5 separate regions of the Mus musculus genome follow, and regions 1, 2, 3 and 5 are each linked to region 4. A link is a contact called in public HiChIP or PLAC-seq and promoter capture Hi-C data. All regions are on one chromosome and are shown on one strand. Each heading gives the region's core, a stretch centred on a gene start, on an enhancer-like site or on the middle of the called end of the contact. The rest is flanking DNA. Distances are from core to core; before and after follow the strand shown. Region 1 holds the start of Tubb5 (tubulin, beta 5 class I). Region 2 has its middle 8.3 kb from the start of Ier3. Region 3 holds the start of 4833427F10Rik (RIKEN cDNA 4833427F10 gene). Region 4 holds the start of H2-T24 (histocompatibility 2, T region locus 24). Region 5 holds the start of Trim39 (tripartite motif-containing 39).

Region 1 (2,700 bases), core at 148-2,647, 180 kb before region 4:
AACCTTTCGGCATAGGACCGGTGATGGGTGGGTCAGGCGCTATAAACCTCTATGTGGGCGGATTGGAGCCCACCTATTTGGCTTTGCACCCAGGTTGGCTCCTGAAGCCAGGAACCGCCCTTCCAGGCCAGCACAAAAGAGTTGGGGGAGAAAGGTGCGGCCACTGCAGTCGCCCACCCCTTACGTGCTCCACGTGACTGCGGTGGCGGGCCGCTCCTCCAGCAAACCACAAAGGCGGGAGCAGCGCGGGCGGGGCCTAGCTCGAGGGGCGGGGCCAGTGCGCCCCCGCGGGTAGGGGCCGCATTGTCCCTGCGCGCCAGGGGCTCCAACCCCGCCCCCAAAGGGTCCCACCCTTCGGCTACAATTTAGCGGCCGCACTTCCTCCCTCCCCTCCCCCGCTACATTGTTAATTGCTAGCAAAAAAGGGGGAAAAATCTTTAAAAAGCCCCATTGCCTATCTTTATTCCCTTCCTTCCCTCTCCTTAGTCTCCCAGACAGTCTCACATATTTGAAAAGCTCACTTTCATACCGCTCACACCCTAAAGGGCAATGAAAAGTAAAAGTAGGCCCCTATACAGAGTCATTACCTAAAAAAAGCATTGGGATGGCGGGTTCGATGGAGTGTCCAAGCCTTTGTTGAGAGGTAATGCGCACCGGGCACCTCTGCAGCTGCCCGCCAAACCTCGCCCCTTCCCCCCTCCATTCTGTTCCAGTAGAGCCCTCCAGGCTGGGTGGGGGTGGCGCAAGGGGAAAACCTCGCCTCGGCTTTGTCTCGGATCGTTTCCGCATCCCTCCAGTCCTCGAACCGTTAGAAAACCCCTTTTAAGACCAGCTCTTCACAGTCCCTCAGCCTCTCCTTTTCCCTAAACTCGAAAGGCTCTTTTATTAGCTTTCCGAAAATGTGCCAAGAAAAACATTTCCTCATTTTTCAATATCAGAACGCTAGCTACAAATATGGGTTATATTTATACGTGAAAAACTTTGAGGGGCCAAATCTGACGGGTGGAGAATGCAAGAACTCCGTGAACAATGCTCACAATTAACACAGAATTCTCATCTTTACATATTTCAGCTAAAATTTTAAAGTCCTTACCTTAGCACCGATCTGGTTGCCACACTGTCCGGCCTGGATGTGCACGATTTCCCTCATGGCTACGGTTTACTGAAATAATTGTTTTTGATGGTTCCAATGTAGGTACCGAACAAGAAAGAAAATTAAGGTTTTTGGGGTTTTTTTCTTCTGGGCCGGTCTCAGACTGAAAGGATGGACCGGAGCCCGGGAGGCTGCAGCAGCGAGATGCAAGCACGACCGCAGGAAGGTTCTAAGAGGCAGAAGAGGCCGGCGAGCGCAGGAGGGAAGGCGCGCAGGGCGGGGCTCGCGTTCGCGCGGCCGGGGGCGGGAGATAGGCGGGCGCCCCGGGTCTTAGACAAAGCCTACCCAACCAGTCGCTGATTAGACCAACCGATCACGTGCCAGGCGGCCATTGGTTTCTGAGCCAGTGGCGAGCGCAGTCTTTTTTGGGAGTTGTAGTTCTCTATTGTTGTCCACGCTGCAAAAAGAAGTTAGGAATGGGTGGGTACTGTATGAGGAATTGGGGTTATCTTGTGTGTGTGTGATTTTATTTTTTCATGAAAAATGTCCTCACACGAGATTCCTATTTTCTATTCTGAGAGAGGATTTTGTACTAAAAGAGGTTTGGAGAAATGTAGTAATTAGGAGATCTGAGGTGCCAGAGTTGGAAGGTGTGTTGGACACGCCCTGCCAGCTGCCCACCGCAGTAGGTCTAGAAAAGCCAGACTGCATAGCTCAGCGGAAAATCCTGAGAACTATGTTGTCCTTCCCTGATACACAGTATCTAGTTCTTTGTGATCCCAAGACAGGAATTTCAGTAAGGCACAGCTCCCTCGCATCCCTCCAGAAGAAAGAATTACCCTTCTGTTTCCAAGGGAGTTGTCTCAAGGATTTTCAAAAGAGAAACAAAATTGCAAAGATCGTGGTGAAAACTGCATGGAGCTGATGTCCCAAAAGAATGAAGGTGTACTGGCTGGTTTTATGTGTCAACTTGACACAGACTGGAGTTATCACCGAGAAAGGAGCTTCAGTTGGGGAAATGCCTCCATGAGATCCAACTGTAAGGCATTTTCTCAATTAGTGATCAAGGGGGAAGGGCCCATTGTGGGTGGGGCCATCTCTGGGCTGGTAGTCTTGGTTCTATAAGAGAGCAAGCTGAGCAAACCAGTAAAGAACATCCCTCCATGGCCTCTGCATCAGCTCCTGCTTTCTGACCTGCTTGAGTTCCAGTCCTGACTTCATTCAGTGATGAATAGCAATGTGGAAGTGTGAGCTGAATAAACCCTTTCCTCCCCAACTTGCTTCTTGGTTGTGCAGGAATGGAAATCCTGCCTAAGACAGAAGGTGTATGTAAAATCTGCGTGGGATTTGGGCCTTTCAGACGACGCTGAAGACATTCTGGTCATCCTGTCAGGACAGGCTGTAGGGTGGACAGACTAAGAGAATGTCAGTCTTTAGACAGTGCCTCCCTCTCTCAGACACTTGCTTGAAGCAAGGGGATTTGTTTGTTTTTCCAGTTAAATGATTTTATTCATTAGGTGAGTCTGTGGCAATGTGCTGGAACTGAGCAGGAAGAAGGGAGTTGATTGAATGGGCTCAAGTTAGAGGCCTTAATGTTCTCTTTCCAG
Region 2 (2,700 bases), core at 82-2,581, 210 kb before region 4:
CATTTAAAAATAATAAATCAGGGCTAGAAAGATGACTCAGCAATTAAGAGCTCTTGTTGCCCTACCGGAGGGCCGGGCACCCACATGATAGCTCATAACCATCCGTAACTCCAGAGGATCTAATGCATTCTTCTGCCTTGTTTGTTCCCTGGCTCCTTTGTTTATGCCTTAGGACTGACCATATGCTTTGTATGTACCTAGAATGATATAAAAGCAGTCTGGAAAAGAATAAACCCACTTCACCTTCAGCCCTGGCTGGAGTCATGTTCTAGTGTTGCCTTTTTGGTCTTTAATCCTCACTCACTCCCTCAAGACCATGTTGACTGACTGAACTGGCTTGGTCAGCCCGGGGAACCCCAGGCCCTGCCTACTTTGACTTTGCACGGTTATAGCTGTAGGCATCTTTATTCACCCATCAGGGATAACTTGGGGGGCAAGGTCACAGCATCACTTGGGTCTACTTGGAGATCCTCACGTTCCTGAGGGTCAACCAGGCCTTGGGGCCAGCGTTTAGCATGACAGTACAAACAAAAGAGCAAACCTCAATGCCTTAATGCTCCTTATCCTCTTCCACATCCAGAGGGCTGAGATTATAGGTTTGCACCACAGTGTCTATTTTTCCGCTGTGAGGGATCAGACCTCAGGCCTCAAGCATACTCAGCAAGCCCTCCAGCCACTAAGCCACATCTTCATCCTCACCTCACCTCATCAGTTCAAGAACTGAACCCAGGCCGTGCCGGTGAAAGTCCCAAGTGCCAGACTTTAGCACCAGGGGCACCTGGCTTTTGGAAGGTTCTTTGTGACCCAGCACCGCCCTCATTTCCTGAAAGTCCTTGGTTCTGAATACCAAATGCATTAGATAGGTTGGTCTCAGCTGAGATGCAGCAGCTCCAAAGGTGGCTCAGCTGCCCAGGAATGTGGGAGTCCCTGCTTTCTGAACTGGGGAATGTAGCTATACAACCACTCCTACATTCTGGGGGGCAGTAGCACTTGATCTATCCTCGATCTCCAGCAGACAGGAGCAACTCCAAATGAGAGCCATTCAGGGAAGGAGCTCAGTGGTGAGAAGAAACACGTGTCATCTCACATTCCCTTCGGTGCTGAGTGGGATTTCTAACTCCTTGATTGTCTGATGCGGGGGGAATGTCTGCAGTGGGCCAGAACTACTTAGGAGCCAGAATGACGGCAGCTTAAGGCCCAGACACTCTAGGGAATCTATGAGACAGTGGAGACAAAACCTGAAGGGAAAGCAAAGCTCTAGTCTGCCCGGTCCAGCTTCCTCTTTCATGAGGTCATGTCAAAGCCATACTGGGGAGGCAGAGTGCCAGGGACTGAGTGAGGTTGTTTTTTCCCTAACTTGGTTCTGAGTCACATGGCATCTCCTCTTCCCAGAATACCACCGCAGGGCTCACCCTTGGCAGCAGATCAAGCCAGTCCTAACACGCGATCCCTAATGGCATCTGGCCAGCCCTCAACTTGAGCATTCTAGCTGAGAGGCTTCTCTGGGAGGGGACATTCCCTCCCAACCTTTAAAGAAAAGGCCCTGTGGTACTGCTCTCGAGGGGGAGGGAGGCACAGCAGACTTTCGGGGACCTATAAAAAAACCCGCTTCTGAATCATGGGGCTTCAGAAGTGCAAGTCCAACGGAGGGCCTGTAATCTAAGGCCTTCAACTGTATAGATCAGTCATCGGTAAATACAGGGTACCACAAAAGGCATGACAAAGAGACACCTTTACCCACTCTACCTTTCCCCCGATTTGATCTTGTGTAAAAAGGGTGGGGTGGGCAGTGGTTCAGTTGGTAGAGTGCTCGTCTAGCATACAGGAAGTCCTCGGTTCAGTCATACCCTCCAGTTGCTAACACTGAAGTAATGACTGGAGCTGCAGGCCGACTCCCATATGATCAAGGTAGAGTGCTTGCCTAGCACACAGAGGCCCTGTGTTCAGTGTCTAGTACCCAGTAAATTGCGACTAATCCCAGCAGTTCAAGGTCCTTCTCAGCTACTTAGAGAGTTCAAGGCCATGGTGAGTTTCATGAGTCTGCCTCTCTCTCTAGAGACAGAGGTCTCTCTGTCTCACTCTCTGTCTCTCTGTCTCTGTGTGTGTGTGTGTGTGTGTGTGTGTGTGTGTGTGTGTGTGTAGGCATTCATGCCACAGTCTGTGAATGGAAATCAGAGGACAGCTTGTGGGAGTTGGCCTTCTCCTCCTGCTGTGTGGATCCTGGGCATAGAGCTTAAGGTATTTTAGGCTCTTTAGGCTTGATGGCAGGCATCTTTGCCACAAGAGCCATCTCAACAGCCAGAGACATTATCTAAAACAAACAAACAAACAAACAAACAAAAAACAGGCAGTGCCTTTAATCCTAACACTTGGGAGGCAGAGGCAGGCGGATTTCTGAGTTCGAGGCCAGCCTGGACTACAAAGTGAGTTCCAGGACAGCCAGGGCTACACAGATACACAGAAAAACCCTGTCTCAAAAAACCAAAAAAAAAAAAAAAAAAAAAAAAAAAAGAAAGAAAGAAAAATGAAAAAAGTTCTAGACCTTGGAAAATTGGAAACAGCGTCCTACAAGATGAACAAGTCAGCCTTCATAGAATTACAATCTGGCAAGAAGGAAACCGAAGCCAAAGAGAAGCCCTATTCTCTGCTTCCTGAAATCTAGTCTAGGAAGCCTGCGTTGGTGCAGCTGGACAAAGCTGG
Region 3 (2,700 bases), core at 132-2,631, 250 kb before region 4:
AAGGGGCTGTCCTGCTAGAATGTTGGGTGGGCCTTAGAAAGAGTGGGAACTCCAGGCTGGGGAGCTGATGCACTCCCAGTAAAGTGCTTGCCACACACACACACACAGGGACCACAGTTCAATCCTCAGCACCCACATAAACATCCAGGGTGAGCAACATGAACTTTAAACCCAGTGCTGGAAACATAGAGACAGAAGGCCCCTTGGCTTGCTGATCAGGCAGCCTCATCTAATCTGTGTGCCTCAGGTCTCAGAGAAAGACCCTGTCTCACTCTGTGACTTTAGGTAAATTCCAGCATCCTCTGCCGAATTGGGTTGATAAAACTCCTGTAGGAGCGAGCGCTCTGAAGGCCTGCAGTCAGCTTAGCCGCTGTGAACTCCCAGCTTTGCCTAACTTCCCTGGAGTGTAAGCAAATACTCTCTAAAAATCAAACATCGGCCCCCGGCAATGTAGCAGGAGGACATTTTTAAGAAGCAGAGATGTTTGTTTGGTTTGGTTTTAAAAGACAGGATCTCTACGTAGCCCCAAGTGGCCTGAAACTTGCTTACAATGTAGATCAGGCTGGCCTGAAGCTTACAGAGACCCTCCCGCCCTGCCACCTGAGTGCTGGATTAAAGGCACTTACCTGCTTTTCATTTTCCTAAGCAACACTTATTTTTTTCTTCTAAGGTTGTTCCTTGCCCTCATTATAAGAGTCAGAATTCATGAAACACTTCTTTTCCCCTGGCTCCATGACTCATCAGGTGGAGGCCCTTGGCACCAAGTCGGATGACTTCAGTTCAGTCCTCCGTGCCCACACAGTGAGAGGCAAGAACCAACTCCCACACGTTGTCCTCCATCTTCCCTGCTTGATCCTGGAAACACACACATACACCCCTGAACACACACAAGCCCAAACACACACACACACAAGCGCACACACACACAGCTCTAGAGCTATCCTCCTGCCTCCGCATCCCCAGCACTGAAATTACAGGTGTATCCCAGCAGGCCCAGCTGCTCAGAATTTTTGCAGCTATAGTTGATGTGACCTGGCTTCACTCTTCTCAGTGACACAGTATGAGAAGCTGTGTCCAAAAACGGGCACACACCGTGCCACAGGCAGAAGCTTACCCAAGGCCTCCGCTCGAGCCTGGCAGAACACTCCAAGCTGTTTGCATACCTTGAATGCCATGGCAGCAAATCAAGGCCTGTCAGACACGGGGATTTATGGCAGACTATATAGAACATCGAGCTCTGGTCAGACATCTAGGAGACCCTTCCAGCAACAGGACGCCATACAAGGAAGCTTCGTCTCACAGGCTGGGACGTGGGGAGGAGTCAGAAAGGACAGTTTTGTTGCTCACCAAGAGGGAATCTCTGCCCTGATAGACATCAAGAGACAGGAGACAGAGTTTGCCATGAGAGTCAGTCTCATGGCAAGGGGTTTTTGGTAACATAACAAAGAATCAGAAACTTCAATGTACAAAAGAGCTTTTAATCAAAATGAATGGGGACTAAGGTTGGAACTTAGTGGATAGTGTAATCAATTAGAATGGAAGAAGCCCTGGGTTCAGTTCCCAGTACCACAAAAAACCAGGCATTGTGGTGGTTTGTATGTGCTTGGCTCTGGGAGTGGCACTATCAGAATGTGTGGCCCTGTGAAAGTAGGTGGGAACTTGTTAGAGCATGTGTATCACTGTGGGCAGGGGCTTTAAGACCCTTATCCTAGCTGCCTGGAAGTAAGTATTCTGCTAGCAGCCTTCAGATGAAGATGTAGACCTCTCAGTTCCTCCTGCACCATGCCTGCCTGGATGCTGCCATGTTCCCACCTTGATGAAAATGATCTGAGCCTCTGAAACTGTAAGTCAGCCCCAATTTAATGTTGTCCTTATAAAAGTTGCCTTGGTCACGGTGTCTGTTCACAGAAGTAAAACCCTAAGACAGGCATAGTGGTACACATCTGTAATGCCAGCACCTGGGAGGTACAGGCAGGAGAATCATTAGTTCAAAGTCATCTTCAGATACATTAGGAGTTTGAGGCCAGCCTGGGCTACACGAGACCTTATCTCCAGAAAAAGAAAAAACTGGATTTGAGCCATCTGTGACATTTTCAAGGTGCCTGACCCACACAGCTGTTTTACTTGACTGAGTCTTCAATACTCCTTTATTTACTGAACATAGTTCACATGTGTAATCCTGAGCAATTGGGGAGACAGTGTAAGAAAAGACAGAGATGGAAAGTTTGCTCTGTGTTAGAGATCAGCTTAGAGATGATCCTTAAAAGGTACCTCACACCTGCAATTCCAGCATTCAGGAGACAGAGGCAAGAGGATCATTACAAGTTTGGGTCCAGCCTGGGCTACACAGTGAGTTCTAGGAGGCTCACAACCATAGATAAGGCCAGCCCTCTTCGGGGCTCTGTGGGTACTGTATGTATGCATGTGATGCCGGTACATACCCACAGGCAAAACACTCACAGACATTAATTAAGAAAGGAAGAAAGAAACAAAGAAACAAAGAAGGAAACAAAAAGGAAGAAACAGCCGGGTGTGGTGGCACATGCCTTTAATCCCAGCACTTGGGAGGCAGAGGCAGGCGGATTTCTGAGTTTGAGGCCAGCCTGGTCTACAAAGTGAGTTCCAGGACAGCCAGGGCTATACAGAGAAACCCTGTCTCAAAAAAAAAAAAAAAAAAAAAAAAAAAAAAAGGAAGAAACA
Region 4 (2,700 bases), core at 9-2,508:
GTCTTCCAAATGATTACAGGATCATGGGTGTGAGATGCCATATCCAGCTCCATTTCAACTGAATATTGTGTTCTAGTCAAATTGACACACGAAATCAACCATTATAACCAGCTAGCAGAAATACATAATTATACATGTATGTGTGAGGCAGGAGGATCATGAATTTGAGGGTCACATAAATAGAATCCTATAATACAATAATTATTATTAATGATGATGATAATGATAATGACTGTAGAGAGATCATCTTGTGTATTGTGGATGCCTTACCTGTCAATTTAAAAGCCTACAGCTTAAGCAGGAAATAGAGGTGGGACATTGGGAGGAGAAAGAATTCTGGGAGAGGAGGAGTCCGGGAGAGAGAGGAGCCTGGAAAAAGGTGAGGAGACAGACACATGGACACGTGGTACCTGAGCACAAGTAATCAGCCACGTGGCAAAATGCAGCTTAAAATAAATGGGTATTTTTTAGTTATAATCTAGTCAGAGTAGAGCCTAGCTATATGGCCAAGGTATTTGTAAATATAATTTGAGCCTGAATCTTATGTCCAGGAGCATGGGGCTGGCAGAAAGAACCAGGACTTTAACAAATGATGATGCCAGGGAGACAGACTGCTCAGCTAGTAAAGGCACCTGCTGCCACCCATATGGTGGAAGGAGACCTGATCCAAATTAGGTTGTCCTCTGACCTCCACATCTGGGCTATACTATGGGTTGCAGGCTACACATGAGCACACACAAACATGCATATGGATAAATTTACACAACAGTGTGCACAGTGTATACTTTATAAGTAAACATGTAGTTCGCAGAAGTAGGGAAGGCAGCCCAGCTGTTAAGAGCACTTACTGTTCTTCCAGAAGACTGTGGTATAGTTCTGAGCACCAGCTGGAGGGAGCTTCATGCCCTCTTCTGACCTCTGGCATGTTATGCACACATACAAGCAAATACTCAAAACCACATTAGAATGTAAGGAAAGGGCTGGTTTGGCGGTGCATGCCTTTAGTCCCAACTCCTTTGAGTTCAAGGCCAGCCTGGTCTACATAGCAAGTTTGAAGACAGAGCTACTAACTGAAACCTAGTCTTCTGCAAAATGGCCCAAGGTTCGAGGTTGGAGGTTTTCCGGTCTTAAATTTACCCAGCACACAACCCTACTTACGGGCTCCGCCGTCCTGGGGGTGACTCAGAAGCCAGAAGATAAGAGCCCACATGGTGTCAGGATCAAGCTTTAAGCTTCCACTGTCCTGAGAAACTAGACTTTAGAGAAGTCGCGACTGCCTGCGGAAACCAATAGGGTGGGGGTGGGGGTGGGGTGAAGCCTGTTAACAGATAAGGCTGGTTCAGTTTCAAGCTTTAGGGGTTCCTGCAGAGCTTCCCACTAGGATGAAGGCTTTCTTTTCTGGATATGGGTCTGCTGGCTTGCAGGCTAGTGCCCCTAGGGGGAGTGAGCCCTCTGTATGACATTTCTGACTCTTTTCCAGGAGTTTCAGCTTGTTTACTTTGGGCTTTGGGGCAGTTAACAGTGTTAGACTTCAGCGCCCCGCCCCACTGTCAGTCTGTCAGACTTCAGCGCTTTCCTGCGGGGTGGGGGTGGGGAAGTGATGAAGCTGGGAAGTCGAAACCGAAACTGTAGCACTTTTCTACTGCTGGGTAGTTAGCTAACTTGTATCTTTGTGGAACTGCAGTCATTTCAGTGTAATTACCTAAAGCATCAAGAGCCTTCCAGACAAGGCATCCACTGTTCTAGTGTAGTGTGCCTGTTGCTTTCTGTTTCCTTCTCATTAGGTAGTTTCTGTTATTTTCTTTTAGAAAAAAAGATTCATCTTATTTTTAACTGGTGTGTGTGTGTGTGTGTGTGTGTGTGTGTGTGTGTGTGTCTTAGTCTTAGGGTTTCCATTTCTGTGAAGAGACACCAAGGCAACTCTTACAAAGGATAACATTTAACTGGGGCTGGCTTACAGGTTCATAGGTTCAGTCCATTATTATCAAGGCAGGAAGCATGGCAGCATGAAAGCAGGCATGGTGCTGGAGATAGAGCTGAGAGCTCTATATCTTGTGATGGGCACCAGAATACTGTCTTCCAGGCAGCCAGGGGAAGGGTCTCAAAGCCCACCCTCACAGTGACACACTTCCTTCAACAAGGCTACACCACCTAATAGTTCCACTTCCTGGGCCAAGCATATTCAAACTACCACAGTGTGTGCGTGAATGTGTGCCACATTTGGGTGGGCATCCAAGGATGTGGCATTGGCTACCATGGAGTTGGAGTCAGAGATGATTGTCAGCCACCAGATATGGATTCAGGAAATTGAGTCTGGTTCTCTGGAAGAGCAATTTGTGCCCTGTGCAAACATGAGGACCTGAGTTCAAATCTCAAGCACCCCTGTAAACAGCTACCTCTGGCCACATCAGTGACTTGAGTGCTGGGGGTGTTGAAGAGGGAATCACTGGGGCTTGCTAGCTACCAGCCTAGCCAATGGCCTGGCAAGAGTGCTCAGTGCCCTTATTCTGTAAGCTGTCCCACATACAACCAGGGAGGGTGAAGATGGAAAGATGGGGTAAAAGAGAACCAAGTGGAATGATAATTGTGCATTGGAGTGCTGCTGCAGCTAAATCCATTACTTTGTGTGCTAAGAAAAAAAAAATTATTAAAAGGTTTAATTAGGGGCTGGAGAGATGGCTCAGCAGTTAAGAGCACTGA
Region 5 (2,700 bases), core at 170-2,669, 250 kb after region 4:
GCAAGTACATTCTAAACATTCAGTGGTGACTGCAGTCTTTCAACGTCACTACTGATAACTAACTCCTTAGATAGTCAGTGATTAGGAAGGAAATTAGCCAGGTATGGTTAATACTAGGTAGGTAGCGCATGTACCGAGGAGGCAAAGGCAGGAGCCTCAGGAACTCGAGGCCAGCCTAAATTAAATATAACCAATAAATAGTTATTGGTCTCAATAAATGAATAAGTGTATGGAAAGAGACAACCAAAGCTCTCCATTCTTAAGATGTCAATACATAAGTAAGCTAATTTATCTGGTCCCATAACCCCCTACTTTCCTTCTGTCCCAAAAGGGGCCCCCCAAAAAGGAAGGAAATTTGATAGGTCTACCCATCGACAGAAAAGTGCCCATGTAATGAATTGGGGCAACAATGATTATTTCTGTATACTGGTGGTACAAATGGAAGGATTTTAAGTAGGAGTTGGTAACTTATCCTCTTTTAATGGAGAAAAGAATTGATCCAGATAAGTACAGTTGGATGATTTCTTTCTTCTCTGCCCATTAGAATCCAGTTTTGACTAGTGACTTAGCCTCCTCCTCCTCAATCCTACAGATAAGTGGCATCCTCACCTAAAACTGAACCATATTCACACTTGAGAGACCTGCATGTATCTAATTAGCAAATAGATGGTATGAGAGAGAAACGGGCTCAAGGATAGTGAAGAACGGAGAGGATTTGGAGCTGGGGGTGGTGTGGTGGTGGTGTAGAGGGCAGCCATAATATGGCCTTGTGCTCCTCTGGCTTGATCCTTCCTCCCACTCTCCATTACTCGATCTCAGTGTAAGTAATCGCGTCAGAGACGTCCACGTTTTGCCTTTAATCACTATTGGGTACCACCTCAGGAGCCTCTTTCAAGCACTGGCCACAACTCTGTCCCACCCGTTCTCCATCTTCTCCAGCCATATCGGGAGCATGAGGACCAGAGTGAGGGAGCATACGTCGTGCTTGGCAGGGAGGAACGGATGCGTGTCTAAGTGAGGGAGAGGTGTGACGTGAAGGTGGGATGCCCGCTGCCATGTCGCAGCCCAGACCCGCGATGACTGCGTCAGTTTCACCCGGGGAGACCAAAGGCAGCGGGACAGGGGAACGGCGGGGTAGCCAAGCAACGCCGGACGCGCTGACGTCGCCGGGGCGGCAAACGTCCTCCGGGCCCGAGGCGGGCGGAGGCAGCTGTGGTTGCGCGCCGGCCGGCTGACGTACTCGCCGGGCGTAGGGCCGCGGCGAGAGGAGCCCGCTCGCTGGAGCCGGCTGCGGGACCCTTGTGGCGGCGGCGCAGCACCTACCTTCCCGGCTCCGGGTCCCGGAGTGCCGGGCGCGGAGCCGCCGGAGCACTGCCTCCCTCCTTCCTCCTCCCCTCACCCCCGCCCCGCGGCGCGACACACAATACTCGCCGGAAGCGGAAGCCGCGCTGCGGCGATGGAAGACAGCTGCGCGGCGCCGAGCCGCCGTGCCAGGGCCTAGTCGGGCCCGCGGCGGGTGGCGGGCGGAGAGCCGGAGGCGAGGGCCTGCGCGGCTAGTTTACCGGGCGAGAGGGAACCCGCCGCTTCCCGTGGCTGAGGTGCTGGCGCCCAGGTGACCAGAGCGGTCCCCCGGAGACTGAGGGCCGCGCATGCGCGTGGCGAGACGCCGAACCCCATGGCGGGCAGCGCGCCGTGGCTGGGCTGGCAGAGCTGCGCGGTCAGCGAGCCCGCAGAGGCTCAAGCTGGTCCTCGGTGGGGCTGGGAACCGCAGAGGCCTGGGCGGCTACGGGTTGTGGGCGTTGGGCCACACTTTCCCGGTCTCCGGGTCAATTCTGGGGGAGGGTTGCTGTTTAAGGCGGCGGTGTATTACGTGGCCGACCTGAGAGTCTATGCTGGCACGTCACTTCCGACTGGCTGAGGTTTGGCAATTTAACCGGCAAGCTGTAGTAGGTGAGTTATCTTGGCTGCAGACCGAGGTGCGTCTTTTCCCCTCCTCCGGTTGGGTGATGTATTAGCCAGGGGTTCTCTAGAGCTACAGAACCTAGTGAATGTTTCTCTCTCTATAATTAATCGTGATGACTTACAGGCTAACCCAACAATGGGCAGCTGTGGATGGGAAGTCCAAGAATCTAGTAGTTGCGCAGTCCCACGTGGCTAGTTCTTTCAGCTGGTCTTCTGTAGAAGTAGGTTCCGACAGATGTGCTGGCAAGTAAGTGCAAGCCCGTGAAGAAGAGAATCTTCCTTCTTCCTATGTCCTTATGTAGACTTCCAGCAGAAGGCGTGGCCCAGATTAAGGTGTGCACCACCTTGTTTGGATTTGGGACTTGCTTTCTCCCGGGCTGACTTTGAACTCAGAGAACTCCTTGCCCCAGTCTGGGATTGAAGTCGTGTACTGCCTTGCCTGGTCCTAAACTTAATGGCCACTGTACCTCAAGATCTCCATGTCAAGATCCAGGTCAGAAACTTGTGTCTTCCAGCCTCAAGATCTGGATCACAGGTGAGCCCTCCAATTCTGGGTTGTAATTCCTTCCAGATAGTCAAGTTGACCACCAGGAGTAGCCACCACAGCTGACATTAGCGAAACGCTTTCCCTGGCTGGAGCTGGAGTGTAGAAAACCGGTCTAGTTCGGTGCTTTGCTGCCCCTGCATCTAGGATGCCAGGAGGACCAAATCCTGTGCTCAGGAAACACTGGGTGGGAA

What was found. HiChIP or PLAC-seq counts read pairs in DNA pulled down with a chosen protein or histone mark. Capture Hi-C pulls out chosen DNA fragments and counts their contacts.
Region 1: a promoter capture Hi-C map of adipose tissue shows a contact between it and region 4. The contact joins the promoter of Tubb5 here to the promoter of H2-T24 in region 4. A contact is called at or near these places in 3 of 39 promoter capture datasets (the C10 cell line, hematopoietic stem and progenitor cells and pre-B cells), 1 of 15 datasets of contacts at CTCF or cohesin (CD8 T cells), 1 of 484 Hi-C or Micro-C datasets (pre-B cells), 3 of 115 datasets of contacts at active chromatin or transcription factors (the 230-238 cell line, large pre-B cells and pancreatic cancer cells) and 3 of 9 other capture datasets (adipose tissue, liver and macrophages).
Region 2: a contact with region 4 is called in a FOXA1 HiChIP or PLAC-seq map of pancreatic cancer cells. The contact joins the enhancer-like site here to the promoter of H2-T24 in region 4. A contact is called at or near these places in 2 of 39 promoter capture datasets (hematopoietic stem and progenitor cells and pre-B cells), 1 of 484 Hi-C or Micro-C datasets (pre-B cells), 3 of 115 datasets of contacts at active chromatin or transcription factors (large pre-B cells, microglia and pancreatic cancer cells) and 3 of 9 other capture datasets (adipose tissue, liver and pancreatic islet).
Region 3: a contact with region 4 is called in an HNF4G HiChIP or PLAC-seq map of pancreatic cancer cells. The contact joins the promoter of 4833427F10Rik here to the promoter of H2-T24 in region 4. A contact is called at or near these places in 1 of 39 promoter capture datasets (the HPC-7 cell line), 1 of 115 datasets of contacts at active chromatin or transcription factors (pancreatic cancer cells) and 1 of 9 other capture datasets (adipose tissue).
Region 5: a FOXA1 HiChIP or PLAC-seq map of pancreatic cancer cells shows a contact between it and region 4. The contact joins the promoter of Trim39 here to the promoter of H2-T24 in region 4. A contact is called at or near these places in 3 of 39 promoter capture datasets (the C10 cell line, embryonic stem cells and maxillary cranial neural crest), 2 of 115 datasets of contacts at active chromatin or transcription factors (T-cell acute lymphoblastic leukemia and pancreatic cancer cells) and 1 of 9 other capture datasets (adipose tissue).

The regions. Positions count from the first base shown.
Region 1 is chr17:35,836,904-35,839,603 of GRCm38.p6, forward strand. It overlaps Tubb5 (tubulin, beta 5 class I), which reads right to left and starts at 1,398. Exons shown (of 4, transcript NM_011655.5): 1 at 1,094-1,398. The coding sequence starts at 1,150.
Region 2 is chr17:35,812,035-35,814,734 of GRCm38.p6, forward strand. No RefSeq gene overlaps it. Among named protein-coding and RNA genes, the nearest start is that of Ier3, 8.3 kb to the right of the region's middle. Within about 2 kb of position 1,332, at least 276 of the 459 cell types and tissues checked have an H3K27ac peak or open chromatin away from gene starts, as enhancers often do. A contact at or near this core is called in adipose tissue, hematopoietic stem and progenitor cells, liver and 3 more, where this site is marked.
Region 3 is chr17:35,771,069-35,773,768 of GRCm38.p6, forward strand. It overlaps 4833427F10Rik (RIKEN cDNA 4833427F10 gene), which reads left to right and starts at 1,382. Exons shown (of 3, transcript NR_045459.1): 1 at 1,382-1,843.
Region 4 is chr17:36,019,302-36,022,001 of GRCm38.p6, forward strand. It overlaps H2-T24 (histocompatibility 2, T region locus 24), which reads right to left and starts at 1,259. Exons shown (of 6, transcript NM_008207.3): 1 at 1,159-1,259. The coding sequence starts at 1,210. All of the region lies in intron 1 of A930015D03Rik (RIKEN cDNA A930015D03 gene), which reads left to right.
Region 5 is chr17:36,270,014-36,272,713 of GRCm38.p6, forward strand. It overlaps Trim39 (tripartite motif-containing 39), which reads right to left and starts at 1,420. Exons shown (of 7, transcript NM_178281.1): 1 at 1,324-1,420.